Regions from separate parts of the Hordeum vulgare genome. Here region 1 is linked to region 2. The links are chromatin contacts, called in public Hi-C maps. All regions are on one chromosome and are shown on one strand. The core of a region is the stretch at or near the end of the contact, and the rest is flanking DNA. Distances in the headings are between cores, read along the strand shown.

Region 1 (5,369 bases), core at 1,888-4,387, 49 kb before region 2:
TAAATGGACACATAGATTTTATTCTTCTAGGGCCATAAATAGTGTGATTGCCTCTGTCCCTTCCAATTTAATTTTTTTTACTTATGTACGAGTTGGCAAAATATGAGAAATATTTGTCTAGCAGATTCTTATGAATGAGCAAACTAATGTCAGGAGTATGTTTCTAGCCTAGCACGCATATTTAGTTGCATTGCTTTTCCAGTGTAGGCTGTTACTTTTTTCATGACAATGGAACCTAAAGAAAAGAAATCTTGAGGACTAGTACATGGAGTACATCACAAGCTCATTGCCGTATATTTTGCACAACATATCGTGTCCATGTAAATGTGTCAATTCACCACACTTGTCGGTATATGGATCAAAATGGCTTGATTAGTCTACTTTGTGCGAATCCTGTTTATTACCATTATGGAAATCAAACAGTTTGCAGCATGTCAGCTCAAGATTTACCTGCAGTTGGAGGAGGCCCTGCTTGTAACATTTCGAACGATTTTCCTTATCAGATGAATCAGATGATTGCACATTTATACTGATGTACATGAGTATGTTGAGTTGCTTATATTATTATTTCTGCGGAGGAGGCGCAGTTCATGGGAGAAACATAATATGTATGCATTGGGGTGTTGATCCAAAAAAATAAATCTAGGAGCATCTCAAGCAGATCACTTTCCCCAAAACAAAATATGTATGTATTGGGGAGTTGATCAAAAAAATATATCTAGGAGCATCTAAAGCAGACCACTTTCCCAAAAACAAAATATGTATGTATTGGGGAGTTGATCCAAAAAAATATATCTAGGAGCATCTCAAGCAGATCACTTCCCCCCCAAAAAAATATGGATGTATTGGGGAGTTGACCCAAAAAAATAAATCTAGGAGCATCTTAAGCAGATCACTTTCCCAAAAACAAAATAGGAAAAATCTAATTGATAGCGTACGCACGGCTGCATTGCCGTGCGGCAGGAGGACAACGTGCGATTCCCTTTTGATGTTTGAAATTCAAAAAAAATTATCTACAAAACCGTTAATTCAACTGATGATCCATTTTCATCATTGGCTTTCCCGCGACGAGTTCTTCGAAACTAGATCTCATGTCAATATGCTTCGTTAATATTTTTTCCGTTCATACTTGCCACATTTTTTGACCCACTTGCCATATTATTAACCACTTATTTGCCTCAAAAAAATAACTTGATTGTCACTTTTTAATGTTGTTTCGTACAAAAGCCTTGTAACAGATTTCATTATACATGATATAAAAGCATGTCATGAGTAGAATTTAACTGAACGACACAACAAAATACTACCACAACTACGTTTCAGAACAATCAAATGTCCTTTTATTACGACACACCATACCAATTGAAGATAGAATTCAACAGATAAATACAGCAAACGCCGTGACAACTATTTTTTTTACAATGACTGACAAGTTGTATGGAACAGTATGATAGTGAGGTAGGATTCAAATGACAAGCACAAAAAATATATGTGGCAACTGTGATTTTATAAGCACATACAAGCTTTATGAGACCACATGACAACTTAGTAAAATAAAAATGACAAGCACATCAAAACATTTTGGGGACTGCATTTATAAGCATCGACAATCTTTGTACAAAACGACATAAAAATGGTAATTAAGTTATTTTTATTGGGCAAGTAAATGGTTAATAATATAGCAAGCGAGTGGAACAATGTGGCAATTACGGAAGGAAAAAAAGTTTGTCGAAACATGTCGACATGGGATCTAGTTTCGAAGATCTTGTCGCGACAAAACCAACGATGAAAACAGATCATCGATTGAATTAACGATTTTGAGGATAAAACCTTTTGAATTTCAAGCATTGAAGAACATCTTTACGTGATGCATGTGCATGCGAGCCGCCGCATGATAGCACCAGCATGCGGCTTTGCTGCGTAGTTGAATCTAACAAAATATGTATGTATTGGGGAGTTGATCCAAAAAAACATATTCCTATCATCCTTTTTTTCTTGAGAATATTCCCTATCATCTTATCGCTGATCATAGAAAAAGCATATTCCTATTCAGTGTTTATTGTGTTTGTTTCTTTGTTTTTCGTACGCACCCTCGTGGGCTATGCCCATTTATGTTTTTTTTGCATCAACACAGCTCATCAGTTGTACGCCGTAACACTAAAAATAAGAAATGCAGCGCACGCCAGGTTTTCACGAATGTGGTTTGATTTTGTTTGAAAGTTTCTAGATGCTTATTTAAAAATAAAATAAAATTATAGAATTTATGGGTATTTTCAGTCGATCATTATATAATTTATGATTTGTTAATAATTTGAGGATTAATATTTCACTAAGGGGAACATAGAGTCAGAGTAAATAAAATTCATAACTCTGATTAGAAAATAATAATAAATATCAAGTGTTATTGTATAATTTTGAATACTATAAAACACTTTTGGATATATTGATTCGCATTGAATTACAAATACATCAAGGATAGAATCAATGTAATTCAGAATTGCAATAAGCATCTGTTTTTTTTTGTTCAGCTGATTTTTCTTTTTTCTTTTTCTCTTTCTCCTTTTCCCTTTTCGCCTTCTTTTACAATAATCATAAAGATTTGGACAAATTCGTGATTTTGTTTTCTAAATTCATAAACATTTTTTAAAAATTTCTTTAACATTTCATAGAAAATCAAACTTTTTTCACATTGATGAAACTTTTTAGAAACAAATTGTTGCGAATGAAACTTTTTTAAATTCATGAATACTTTTCTAAATCCGCAAAAAAATCCAAATTAGCAAACTATTTTTAGTTTGAGAACATTTCTTGAATTCATAAACTTTTTAGGAAATGTGTGAAATTTGTTCCTTTTTCACAAAATAATTTTAAGCGGCAATGTTTTTAAATTGACAAACCTTTTAGAATTCCCGAATGTTTCTTGAATTTATGAACTTTTTTTGAAATCAAACCAACTATTTTCGAGTTCGTCAAATTTTTCTTGAAACGCACAAACATTTTTTCATTTTTTTAAATATTTCTAAAAGTCAACTATCAACTGGTCAGCCTGTTGAACCAGGCGAGCGCATGATGTATAGCTGGGCCGGCGCAGGATGCACCTACATGGGCACCAGTGGAGTTTGCGAAGCCACAAAGCGTTGTATAGGAGCACTCAATAGAAAACACCTCAGCCCACAAAGCGTTGTCATGGCTGGAAACCACGGTGTCTTTCCACCCTAGCCATTGCGGCGTCACGCCGTCACCCTCTCTTGAGCAGCACCATATAAGGCTAACAACTCCTTATTCCTATCATCCTTTTATTCCTTGTGAATATTTTCTATCATCTTATTGCTGATCATAAAAAAACATATTCATATTCAGTCTTTATGCCGCACATTTCTTGGGTATTCGTACGCACCGCAGAGCCCCCCCCCCCCCCCCCTTGCTCGTGGGCTCTACCCATTTAAAAAAAAATCACTGACACAACTCTATGCCGTAACACTAAAAAAAGAAATGTAGTATGCGCCATGTTTTCACGAGCAGGGTTTGGATATATTTTATTTTAGAAAGCTTCAAGATGCTTCCTCATCTGTTTTTTTTCCTCGGCTGGTTTTCCTTTTGTTTTTTCCTTCTTCTTCCCCTTTTTTTCTTCTTTTTCCATAATCGCAAACATTTTGGCAAATTCATGAATTTTTTTCTAAATTCATGAGCACATTTTCAATTTTTTGAAATTTTCTTATATTCACACAAACAAATCTTGAAACCTTTCCAAATTCCTGATTTTTTTAAGCAGCAAACTTTTTAAAAATTAGCGATTTTTTTTGAGTTTCTGAACATTTCTTGAATTCATGAACTTTTTCTGGAACGTATGAACTTTGTTCCATTTTCTCAAAATAATTTGAAGCCACAAACTTTATTCAAATTCGCAAAAAATAGAGTTCATGGATGTTTCTTGAATTCGTTAATTCTTTCGAAAATTGTGAACTTTTTTGAGTTTATCAAATAAAATAAAATTGGTGTGGGTTTTTTCAAATTCGTGAAGTTTCTTTGATGGTGTGAAGCTTCTCAAACTCGTGCTCATTTTTCATATTTTAAAACCTTTTTTAAAATTCAATTGTCAACTGATCAACCAGTTGAGGCGAGTGAGTGATCTAGGGTTAGCAAACGGGCGAGCCAGCGAGCGTGCGAGGTATAGTCTGGCCGACACATGATTCACGAGAGTGAGCGCCAGTTGGAGTTTGCGACGCCATAAGCGATGTATATGAGTACTCCATAAAAAACTCCTCAACCCCCCTATAGAGAGGAAGTTGCATCTCCCCAAGTCATGGTGATAAGCCACGGTGCCTTTCCGTCCATGAGCAGCACCATCTAGGGCCAACAACTCTTTATTCCTATATAATCCTTTTTTCATGTGAAAACTTCCTATCATCTTATTGCTGATGGTGAAAAAGCATATTCCTATTTGGCGTTTATGGTGTTGGTTTCTTTGTTTTTCGTACACAATGCATATCCCCCTCGCTCGTGGGCAACTTTATCCATAAGTTCTATCTAGTCTATGAAAATTAACACTATGAGGTTGAGCATCACTGTTTTCATTTTCTTAAAGTTTTTTCTCAAACACCCAAGTCTTTGTCGAGACTTTCTCGCAAGCATGGTTATTTTTTGTTTAATTCACTTCCTTTTTTAAAAACTAGTTCTACGGCAAGTCTCATTTATCTAGATTAAACTAAACAAGTGTTACTAAATCATTTTTCCTACAAGATCAAAACCTTTGTTTTAACCTTTATAGATACTACTACTATAACTATTCTAAGAAATTCAAGTGGAAAAGACGAGAGTCGTAGGACATACCTTCATGATCATGAATTTTCACACGTCTCTTCCTTAAGGACGAGTTCCCCGCTGCCCGACGTAGGTCAACTCTGTTGTGAAAATATTAACAAAATTACGAATAGAAAAGCATGTCAAAAGGAAAAGAGCAAAGCAAAATCAACCTTATTACATTTTTTAGTTTTTGAAAGCTAATTTTCAAAAGATAATGTAACCGACAAAAGGGAAAATGAAAAAAAAAACCAAACAAAAAGCAAAGTGTTGGAACAAACCCACACGAGTGTTTGAAGCTCAGCGAGCTGAAGTACGACCTCATAACAATCTTAAAAATAAATTACATCACATCTTCATGTAGACATTGAAGTGACCTCGCCAAGCTTAATCTTTTGTAAGCCCATACCGGTGAGATCATTCCGGTGGTGGGTAGATCAGAGCCCTTCCTTGGCTCTATTTGGAGAAATTGGAGAAATTGTCGGCCATGTACGCGGACGTGTCATCTTCTGGTGTATGGCACATCTTTTTTTTTTAGCAGTATGGCACATCTTCTTGGGGTGGCACAT
Region 2 (4,821 bases), core at 468-2,967:
CAATCGGAGCTCACGTGCCCATGCCATGGAGCCCTCCTCGAGGCCATCCTACATTCCTTGAAAACATGATGATATGCCAAAACTACCACAAAATTTGACATACCCGAAATCAGTGCAACTTAGGACGCGTTTGGTTTTTGCTCAGGTAACGTAATGGCTTTCGGAATGGGGAAGCGCTGCTTCCGATTCTTTTTTATGGGATGCTCGCTTTGTTTGGTTCGTTCGATTTCGTCTGGTTTGCTAATCACCTTGCGTTCGGCGAGTTTCGACTTTGCGAAGCGGCATATCGAAAACTGTTTCGACTTTGCGAAGCGGCATATCGAAAACTGTTTCGACTTTGTGAAGCGGCATATCGAAAACTGTTTGTGCCGAAAACGTCATACCCGAACCAAATGCAATCTACTGTTTCAGAAAGCGTAGGGATCGGAAATCGCTACACTTTTGCTGAACGAAACATCAACTTCGTGCCTATGTCGTCTTTAGACATTCAGACGCGTTCCAAGAGAGTGGGGAACTTTCTAGCGGGAAAACGTATGGTCATGGAGGCACGAAACAAGACTGAGGGAGGGAGGGACAGAGACTTACCGTTCTGAGAAATGGTTTATTTCTCGTAAATGCAACTTAATATGTTTTTCGGCAAATTGTCACACAATATTTTTTTACCGTTCTGAGAATGGTTTATTTATCGTAAATGCAACTTAATATGTTTTTCTGTAAAATGTCAATTGTTAAAAAATGTTTGTGTAAAAAATATAAAAACAATATTGGAATTTGTAAATTCTCACGTTTAGAAAATTTTCCAAACTCTTATAAAAAATTATATTTTTTATGAAAATTGTTCAATTTTTAAAATTACGTTTACATTTTGGAAAATACCAAATTGAAGAACATTCTTTATATTTTTTAGAACATTTATTAAAATTATTGATCATTGTTTAAATTCACAACATTTTTAAATTCGGCAACAGTTTTTATAAAAATATATATTTTATAAAAATGCACGATTTAAAAAAAAAGTGAATTTAGAAACGTTTTGAAAAAATTAAACGATGAAAAGAAATTCAGTAGCTGTTCATCGGGGCATTGCTACGCGTGAGTCAAGGAACTTATCAGTCGCCTCGCGAGTCGTCCGATCTGTTGATGGAGTTTTCTGTATCGTTCCTTTTTTTTTTCTATAAGAAGACTCTTGTTGCGTGTATTTCTGCAATAAGATCTTTATTGTAAAGTTTTCTCTTTTTTAATTTTCTATAACATGACCTATGTCGCACAATCTTTTCTTCTCTATTTTTATTCTACTTTCTGCAAGAAGACTCTTGTTTCAAAAATTGCAATAACATGCTCATCGCATCTTATTTTCTACAAAAAAAACTCATGTTACCTTATTTTTTTGCAAAAAACATCTCCAGCCACTTGCGCGGTCATTGTTCGTTGCCACCATGCTGTAACAATTAGGATGAGAGACCATTCTAGTGAAGCCGACCGAGAAACCATTAGAAACCAAACCCAGAAACGGAAATTGTTATTTTATAGGGCTGAAAAAACTGGAGAGTTTTTTATTTTATTTGAGCAGTATAAAAAAAAGTGGAGAGTGATCGGTAAGCCATGCACAGTGGGCGATTGGGCCAGGCCCAGGAAGGCAGCCTCCTGTGCGTCTCCCTAGGAATTTGACGCAGTTGGCGTCATATAGTGATTTCCCAGCCGCCGCCGTCACTGCTTCCACCCCATCCTCCCCCAGCCGAGCTCGGAGCTTCCGTTCGCCGCCGCAATCCCTCCCGGCCCCCAGTTTCCCTCCTCGATCCTCCAGCGGCTGGACTGTTCGCGCTCATCGGGCGACCCCCCCTCGCCGGCGACGCGCGGTGGAGCAGGTCAGCACGGAGGCAATCGCTGCCAGGGCTGTGGATTTCATCTATCAGGCATCCCGTGTGGATTTCATTAGGTACGTACTGTACGTCCCTAGCGGATTTGGCCAAGACTGTGTTCTGTCAGGCGCGAAACACAAGGATTAGGTTCAGTTCGGGATTGGAATTCACAATGTCAGATAGTCGTATGTCGGATGATGTATCTATACTGCATATGATTTCCTTTCTTTTTTAATCTGTTTTAGATTTAGATTAGGAAGCTCATGCATTTTGCTTCCTTCCCCGCGGTTGAGATTACAGTGCTAGGTCAGTGCACGGCGCATCCTTCACTTTTCAATGTGGTGACGGATGCTCTATGTTTCAATTTTTTCACATGAATCATGCACAAGACTCTCTGATGCATCGCAGATCTTTCTGGAAATGATTAACATGCTATTGTCGATCAGGGTTTCCGCCGTACATGTCACCCCTTATCTTTATTTTGGTGCTGGAATTCTAAAAATGACCATGCGTTTTTATGCTTACAGAGGCCTAGTCATAACAAACAAGCTACAGTACATGTCCATTTCCTTGGAAAAACGATGTGATTGTGTTATTTACAATCTCATATTTATTAATTTGTACTTCGAAAGTGTTTTTTCACACAAGAAGTTATGTACCGGGTGAACAGCACTATGCATATTGCAGTCTCATGCGTCTGAACAAGTACAATACTGAGCACTAGGGTGCCCAGTTGTATTTACTACTCCCTCTTATCACTTTTATAAGACATTTATACAATTCAGACATCACTCAAAACAGCTCAATGTCAGCTATCTAAAACTTCTAATAAAAAGGAACAGAGTAGTAGTTTACAGTCTTGTACAAATGCTAAAACAGCACCAGTACTTCTCTTATATGTGAAGACCATAACACCAGACGCCAAACGTGACTCCCTCATTTTGCATTTTATCAGCTCCCTCCCTGTGTGCTAGCTAGATGGCATCGTCCACTCTAAAACCAGGTGTGCCTATCACTCTGCAAGAGCTAGAGCCATCCTCGGAGATCTTCAAGCAAGGGGCTTCCCTCCGAGTAACAGGAATGTACGTATGAGTGAGCAGATGCTTCCCCCTAAGACTATTACCACTCCGTCCTATAATATAAGAGCGTTTTTGACACTACGCTAGTGTAACTAACGCTCTTATATTATGTGACGGAGGGAGTAGCTTCTAACCGTGCTAACCTTATCGGCTTGCAATTCTCTAGTCTCCAGTCATACGACGTCGACTCTGCGGTTGCCGTTATTCAGGACGGCAGCGCAATGCTGAAGGTCGACACCCAGCACCTAAGGGACATCAGTTTCCGCAGCGGCTCTATGTTCCAGTTCATCGGCGAACTCCTGATCCGGCCAGACGATGACGTAATTCTCTGTCCTCGTCCAGCTTTTGGCAGTCTGGTTATCTGGTATCAGTTGAACAATGCTGCATCAAATTTGTTGCTTACATCCTGCAGGTGATTCTGCAAGCACGTGTGGGCAGAAACGTTGATGGCCTTGACCTGAACCTTTACCAGCAGTCTTTGATCATCCGGCGGCAGCATGAAGCCAGACTGCTGAGCTCCAGGAGGGCATGATCCAAAGCTGTGAACCAGGCTCATGCCTCTTTAGTTCAGTTACTCTGTAGTATGGAGCACAGGGGGACATAATCACCTTACTCTTGATGATCATGCGCTTCAGTTTGTTAGATGGGTGCAAACCTGCAAAGTAGTACGAGTAGTTGTTAACTGAATTTTCTGAGCACTGATTATTCTCCAAGCCTTTTTATGCTATCACAGCCCCAGGAGCTCTTATTATCTGAGAGTCTATATATCTGTTTTACACTGTTTTGTGGGCTGGCAAGGGTATTTCCTTTGCAGCGGCGGTGTTGTTTGACAGGTGTAGCTGCAGGGTGATATCCTATCATTGTGAACAACTGGAGTGTTCTCCCTGTACGACATCACCTTCTCTTTTACATGTTGTGACAATAGATGCTCTGCAGTTTGGTCCTGAATTTTATGAACAGAGCAGCTACAGTACACCACTACATTACTTAAAAAATCTATCATGCGTTGGCGAGTCAGGAAGGCCCTGCGCTATGGCGGCTTCATTGACACGCCACGGCCAGTGCTCGAGGAAGGGGCAAGAGCGGTGCCGGTCTGCGGCGTGGCCAAGGATTTACTGGGTTGTAGGGCCCGCCGGTTGGTACGCATGCATCAACCCTTCAGCAGATTGCACACTAGTTTTATTTAGCCCAATCTGTAACTCTAGCCTGTAGATGGCTTGGTTTTGTTTGCAACTGGAAAGCATTACATATGAATACAGACTACACCAGTACTCACTGGTGAATGGCACTTCATCTGGCATTTCATCTGACGAAGCAACCATACAGCTCAGTTAGAAGTTTCTGAATTAAGCTTCTCAGAGAAGGCGAGATAGAATCTGAATCTGGAGTTGCATCTAACAAACTTTGTACGGTCTTTGATTTTGTTTTGTTTTGTTTGCAGCTGCAAGTGAGGAAAACACTTTATAAATATGATGGACACAGTTCAAAATTTTGAATTATGCTTCATCGCACGAAGCCCACAAAGGTCAGGTCAGTTCAAAATTCTGAATTATGCTTCTCAAACGAGACGATACAAAGCTCAAATTTGGAGTTAAGACATCAAGTTTCTGATTGCAATTTCGGGTGAGGGAAACAGTGCATAGATAAATACAAACACATTTTGCAAATGGATATAATTATTTCATTACAACCAAATTGAATAGCGAAAATCAAAGTCAAAGCAACGGTTCGAGCGAGCTCTTCATCCGAACTTCAAGACCTTCCCACGATGGGATCACTCCACTCCACAAAATTAACCAAACTGTGTTTTCCCTTCTCATCCATCTTCTACCCTGTCGATCCTTCTCTGGATCAATGGTCGGTCGGCAGATGCTCTTCTAGAA

What was found. Hi-C and Micro-C count contacts between places; a contact is called where the count stands out from the background.
Region 1: a Hi-C map of leaf shows a contact between it and region 2, with 1.8 times the contacts expected there. The contact joins the enhancer-like site here to the promoter of LOC123452488 in region 2. A contact is called at or near these places in 3 of 6 Hi-C or Micro-C datasets (leaf and seedling) and 1 of 1 datasets of contacts at active chromatin or transcription factors (embryo).

What each region holds. Positions count from the first base shown.
Region 1 is chr1H:512,883,454-512,888,822 of MorexV3_pseudomolecules_assembly, reverse strand. No RefSeq gene overlaps it. Among protein-coding and RNA genes, the nearest start is that of LOC123423833, 6.4 kb to the left of the region's middle. Within about 2 kb of position 3,137, at least 3 of the 3 cell types and tissues checked have open chromatin away from gene starts, as enhancers often do. A contact at or near this core is called in leaf and seedling, where this site is marked.
Region 2 is chr1H:512,833,721-512,838,541 of MorexV3_pseudomolecules_assembly, reverse strand. LOC123452488 (CST complex subunit TEN1-like) reads left to right here and starts at 1,717. Exons shown (of 4, transcript XM_045129146.1): 1 at 1,717-1,936; 2 at 2,815-2,941; 3 at 3,105-3,258; 4 at 3,351-3,689. The coding sequence starts at 2,838. The coding sequence ends at 3,470. It overlaps LOC123452504, which reads right to left. Exons shown (of 3, transcript XM_045129163.1): 3 at 4,480-4,821. The coding sequence ends at 4,790.